Regions from separate parts of the Rattus norvegicus genome. Here region 2 is linked to region 1. A link is a contact called in public Hi-C data. All regions are on one chromosome and are shown on one strand. Each heading gives the region's core, a stretch centred on a gene start, on an enhancer-like site or on the middle of the called end of the contact. The rest is flanking DNA. Distances are from core to core; before and after follow the strand shown. Region 1 has its middle 37 kb from the start of Slc36a1. Region 2 overlaps Atox1 (antioxidant 1 copper chaperone).

Region 1 (2,810 bases), core at 301-2,800:
AGATTCGACCAACTGAACATCGGAACTAGTAGGAAACATTGCACTTACTATCGAGGATGAACAGGCTTTGTGGCTCCCTCGGCTCTCATCCACATGATCTCAGGTATGAGAAACAAGGTAGAGAGGACAGGCAGTATGTAGGAAGACCTCTTTAGGTTGCAAGCAAGCAGCACAGTGTTTATACAGGAGACTGAAGCTTCCACAGAGCTCGGCGTCCTTGGCAGGCCTAGGAATCAATGACATGGATGATGAGTCTCTGTACTTGGCCCCTTGCCTAGCTGCTAAACTGCTGAAGGCATTGGTTAAACGAGTGTCTCTCCCCTCAATGTCTGCCCTAGGGGTGAGCCTGTCCCCGAGCAATTTCGTGTTAATCTCACCAAGCAATTTCCTTGGCTGGACCTTGGAGGCTTATCAGAGAATCTGAGAAAATTCTAGACTGTCTTTGACAAGTCAGGTCCCAGAGGGTGCTCATACATTTCAGGAGGTAGCCACGGCTGTCAATGAGCACTGGGTCAGTGCCCTAACACAGTGGCAGCTCACCAATTCACCATGTCCCACCGTAACGGTGACTGTCACTTTGCGCTGAAGCAGCTGTGGGCCTTGGGCAAGTCACTCCCCTTCCTAGAGCGTCATATCTGATCTTCTTTTCCAGCCAGATCTTTGAGACTCTCCCTTATCTTTATCTCAAAAGGGCATAGACTTCTCTGGCTGAGTCCCTCTATCATAATTCCAAAATTTTCTTAAGGTTTCTGGTCATGGCACCCAGCCCCTGCCAAGATCTGTGTCTTTATATTTCCAGTAAACACATTCACTCTTTCCAGAAATCCTTGATAGCCCTAAGACTGACTCTGTCTCTCTCTGTCTCTGTCTCTCTCTGTCTCTCTCTCTCTCTCTCACACAGAGAGGAATGTTCTGTTGCTTACACATTGTCAAGCTGTATCTCTCTCTTCTCCTCATCAGGAATTGCCCCTGCCTGCCTCCTGCAGCCCTTCAGATGACATGCTGGGGGTCCTTGCTTTGTTCCCTTCCTTCAGACGCCCTCCTTTTCACTCGGTTCCAGATTGCTGATATTCTTAATGTCCTCAAGAACAGGTGTAGGGATCCAGGAGAGGCCTGGACTAGATCCTCAAGATTGAGCAGATTTCCACCTCTCAAGATTATAACCCTCTGGTTCTTGGTACCACTTAACACTAGAGTTCTGGGCTGGCCTAGTTCAGAACCCTGCCCCATGGGTTACTCTCACTGCTGCTGTATCTGGGCTCCTATATTTGAGATGGCTTCATAAACTCACATGCAGGGCAGACCTTCATCACTCCTGAACTCAGTGACCTTGTGCATTTAAATTACTGGCAATACAAGCTATTTTAGTTTCGATGTGCCTCACCCCCTCCCCATAAATGGGGATGACAGAACCTATGTCAGGAGGGTTTCAGAAGGGTTAGGTGACTTGGGACAATAGTCATGCCAGGTGCCTGACTTCCAGCAAGTGATCGACAAGTGGCTGTAGGATGGTGGCTACTGTCAGTGAGCTCTGTTGTGTTACTGCGAAGACATCTGCTGGCCAGACTCAGAATGTTTGGATCTAGAGCCCAAGAGAATTGGCTTGAAGAGAGGATTGATTGATTCTTAAGCTCAGGGAGCCCTCTAGTGGTCGATATGAGAAGGTGCACAAAGGAAGGCGGTTGGGGCTTTGGGCCCACTCTGAGTGAGTGCTTCTCTGAGGACCTAGGAGTAAGAACATGACCAATTCGGTGGTCCCAAAACACAGTTCTTTTGATCTGAATAGGGATTTTGCTTGTGTTGGGAGAAATTGACTGGTGGCCTGGACGTAGCTGATGGGCAGTCCCAGCACTGCCTAAATGGAATATGGCAGTGAACGTAGGGTAAGCACTCCAAGCTCACTTTCAGCTACAGAGTAAGCTCGAGGGCAGCCTGGGCTGCATGAGGCACTGTCTAAAAAAAATTAACCGTGATACCCTCATATGACAGTTGTTAGGAGTCAGCTGTCATTGCAGTTTCCAGCGGTTAATAGTCATCCCGACTAGGTTTAGAATTACTCAGGAAACACACTTCCTGGGCACGTCTCAGGACTTTCCAAAGAGGCTTAACTGGATCAGTCTTTGAAGTGATTGCAGGTCCCACCGAGTTGGCAATATGACCCATTACAGTAACCAATGTGATACTATTTACGTATTTGTCTGCCGGGGAAAAGAAGAATTCCAGAAGGACTTCGGTAAAGAAGCAAAGGAACCCATTGGGGGGAAGACAGTCTTTTCAACAAGTGGTGTGGAAGACTGAGTATCCTCATCTAAAAAGCTGAGCGAGACCCAGGCCCATTAGTAAAACAAAACTATGAAAGATAGCATAAAATCACAGAAGTCATCCTACAAGAACATACAAACCATCTTTGGTATAGCAGCGACTTTTTAAAAGAATCACCCAGGAGACACCTGGTCATGTCTTTGAGGGAGTGTCTAAAGAGGTTTAACCGAGGCAGAGACTGGCCTTGAGTGTGGGATGGAGTCTCAGACTGGATAAAATAGGAGGAATAGAAGTCCAGTCGGACAACAGTGTATACCACACATGAAGGGAAGAATTGCTAACGTAGACTGCCTGAAAACTTCTGCCGTGTTCCGCAATGTGCAGTGTGATTCCAGTATCTGAGAGACTGAGGCAGGAGGAGCTAAATTATTTTATATTATAGGATCATGGTAGATGTTCTGTCACAACACCAGGAATGAGCCCTGCTCTGTACAGTGGACTTTGACTCTTGGTGGACCTACGTTGGTTCACTGGTGTGAGAAATGGGC
Region 2 (2,982 bases), core at 320-2,819, 200 kb after region 1:
CAGCAGGGTCGAGTGTCTGGTAAATGCCAGAGGATCCACATTCAGTTCCCTTTACCTTTACCATTGTAACTCCAGCTCCAAAGGTCTGATGTCCTCTTCTGGTCTCCCCAGGTACCCAGACACTTGCAGGTACACATACTTACTCATGGTGGCACATGCCACTAATCCGAGCACGTGGGAGGCAGAAGCAGGCACTTCTCCAGAGTTTCAGGATAACCAGGGCCACATAGTGATGCACTGACTCATAAGAACAGTGGGCAATGGGCACTTTACAAACTTCCTATGCACAGCAGACAGCTGTAGACAGTCGCATGGCTTTCTCCTGGCTTGGGAAAATGGAATTCTGGCTTTCAGTATAAGTGGGCAGAAAACTCCACATCGTTTGTGAGGTGGACCTAGTTTCCTCTTTCCAGCTCCTGGACCCCAGCCTAGGTCAAGGGGCAATGACTGTCAGGATCATCAATTTCTCCCTTGATCCAGTCAAGATGGTCTGACATCTAAAATCTGTTCAAAAGCATCTCAGACACCAAGTGTGTTCTGTATGGTCTTGGGATCCAACTGGGCCATCTCTCTGGTTCCCAGCTTGGCAGCAATTCAATACCTCACACCCATGGGCTTTTTTTTTTTTTTAAGTTACACAACTTTTAAAAAGTAGTGACACACGCCTTTAATTCCAGCACTCAGGAGCAGAGGCAGGAGGATCCAAGTTTGAGGTCAGTCTGTCTACAGAGCAAATTCCAAGACAGCCAGTGCTGCAAAGAGAATTCCTGTCTTAAAAAACAAGACAAAACAAACAAACAAAGCTACACAGACTAAACACAGCCTTGCTTCGCCAAGCAGCTCTGTAAAGGCAGTGGAGGTCTTTGAGGGGGAGGGGAGGACATAGGAGTCCTCCATCTGTGATCCATGAAATATGGAAATGTTAGTGAGCAGTGGGTGCTGGGGGATAACTCCAAATAGTTCACACTCAGTGACTCATTGTGTCTATATAAGGATCACACCTATTTGCTGAAGATACTGTTATCTCTCAGGGCTTGAACACTGACAGGTTAAGTAAAACAGCTGGGAGGTGCTGGAGCCCAAACCCTACCGGAGTAGCCTGTCTTCACGGTGGCTTCCCATTTTTCTAACTGCTTTCAAGTCTCCTCTCTTACATTCAGTTCACTTGGTAGCTTTTCCAATACAGAGTCTACAGAGTGAGAAGATAATCACTGATCTGGCCCAGTGATTCCCATTGCAGAGAGGCTCAGAGAGAGCAGTAGGCTGCTCAAGATCACACAGCAGAGAATGGGTGTGTGCTGGGAACCTGACCTTGAATGGGAAGCCCTAGCAACAAAGGCAAGCAAGAGCAGCCATCCTGTGGATGAGCAAGCAGTACCAAGAACACACAACAGACACTTCATCAACAAATGCAGCTTGACTTTAATTGCAAGGAAGCTGGCAGGGAGCCAGCAGGGAAGGCCTGTCTGGGCTGGAATTCCATGGCGGAGCTGGACTGAGCAGTTGGTGTTCCAGATCAGCGGGGGAGACCAGATCAACAGTCTAGGAGAAAGAGAAAATAAGGCGGATCAATGGCGCCACCTACTGTGAATGGGAAACATTGCATTTCAGTCTGTGGCAGCCTCTCTGCACTGCCCATGGTTACTGGTGCCTGCAAAGGTGAAACTCTGTATGGTTAGTCTGTTACAAAGTAACCAGATGTGGAACTTTGGGTCTGGGTGAGGGGCAGGAGCGGACTATTTCCACACAGAGCTTATACATGTTTGGCACTCCCAGACTGAAAAATCAGAGAACTAGGCTTGGCTGACTTCTGTAATACCAACACTGGAGATAGAAGCAGAAGGATCAGGAGTTCAAGGCCAGCCTGAACTACACGATTTCATTAATAACAACAACAACAATTAAAAAAAATGCCAGAAGGTGGTGATGCACTCCTTTAATTCCAGCACTCAGGAGGCAGAGGGAATCTCTGAGAGTTTTGGCTCTCCCAGAGTGGCAGGAAGCAGACTGGCACCATCAGAGGAAATAGTGGGGGTGACTGAGGAACCACTGCTTGATGGACATGAGGTATTTTTCTCAGACACTGAAAATGTTCTGAAGTAGGTACAGGTGTGGTTATGCTCCACCACAAATGCATAGTCTTATGAATGGCGCCCACGAACACGGCTAACTATATCACGTCAACTGCATTTTCGCCTTGATAACAAAAGCCACAAGGAGCAAACCCGCACTTTGCCACCAGCAGGCGCTACTTTAGTTACGGGGGCTGTTCTTCCTTCCTCCCAGTTCCTCTCCACAGAGACCATGCTTATCAAATACAACTTTTTCCATAGTTAAACAAACCCTTTTGGTTTGTTTTGTTTGTTGCTTGGTTTGTTTGATACAGGGCTTCTCTGTGTAGCCCTGGCTGGCCTTGAACTCAGAAATCTGCCTGCCTCTGCTTCTCGGCTGAGATTAAAGGTCTGTGCATCACCACCCAGCTAAATAAACATTTTCCTAAGGATGGTGTTAGTATTCGAGTCACCATATGTGTGTGTGAAGGCCCAGGGCAGGTTTAGTCTCTCCTTCCACCTTTAGGAGAAGATCAAACTCAGCTCTCTTAGGCTTGCATACAAGGTGCCTTTACCCACTCTGCCTTCTTCCTGGAGCTCACACACAGCCTTACGTGGACGACTACCTGGGGACTCAACCTGTAATCACAACATTTGAGGAGTTAGGGCAGAAGAATTGTTGCCACTTCCAGATGGCCTGGGTTAGCTCTATTTCAAAAATGATTTTTTAAAAGTAGAGAAAACCTTTACATGGAGGTCCAAGACACAATAAGGTTGTTTGGAGAGATGGAGGCCAGTGTCCCACCCATTCACCCAATCCACAAAACCCAGGGATGCTGGACCATGCTGGATGTGGGCCCCAAGCACAGCAAAAGCTGTTGTAGAGGACAAGCCTTAAGGAGGCTGCACAGGAACCAGGAAAGCCAGCAGG

The links. A called contact is a pair of places that touch in the nucleus more often than the background predicts.
Region 2: a Hi-C map of the A7r5 cell line shows a contact between it and region 1, with 10 times the contacts expected there. The contact joins two enhancer-like sites. A contact is called at or near these places in 8 of 12 Hi-C or Micro-C datasets (the A7r5 cell line, the Rat2 cell line, Schwann cells and 4 more).

What each region holds. Positions count from the first base shown.
Region 1 is chr10:39,860,706-39,863,515 of GRCr8, forward strand. No RefSeq gene overlaps it. Among named protein-coding and RNA genes, the nearest start is that of Slc36a1, 37 kb to the left of the region's middle. Within about 2 kb of position 1,551, at least 2 of the 93 cell types and tissues checked have an H3K27ac peak or open chromatin away from gene starts, as enhancers often do.
Region 2 is chr10:40,064,127-40,067,108 of GRCr8, forward strand. Atox1 (antioxidant 1 copper chaperone) reads right to left here. Exons shown (of 4, transcript NM_053359.2): 4 at 1,399-1,542. Among named protein-coding and RNA genes, the nearest start is that of Atox1, 15 kb to the right of the region's middle. Within about 2 kb of position 1,570, at least 12 of the 93 cell types and tissues checked have an H3K27ac peak or open chromatin away from gene starts, as enhancers often do.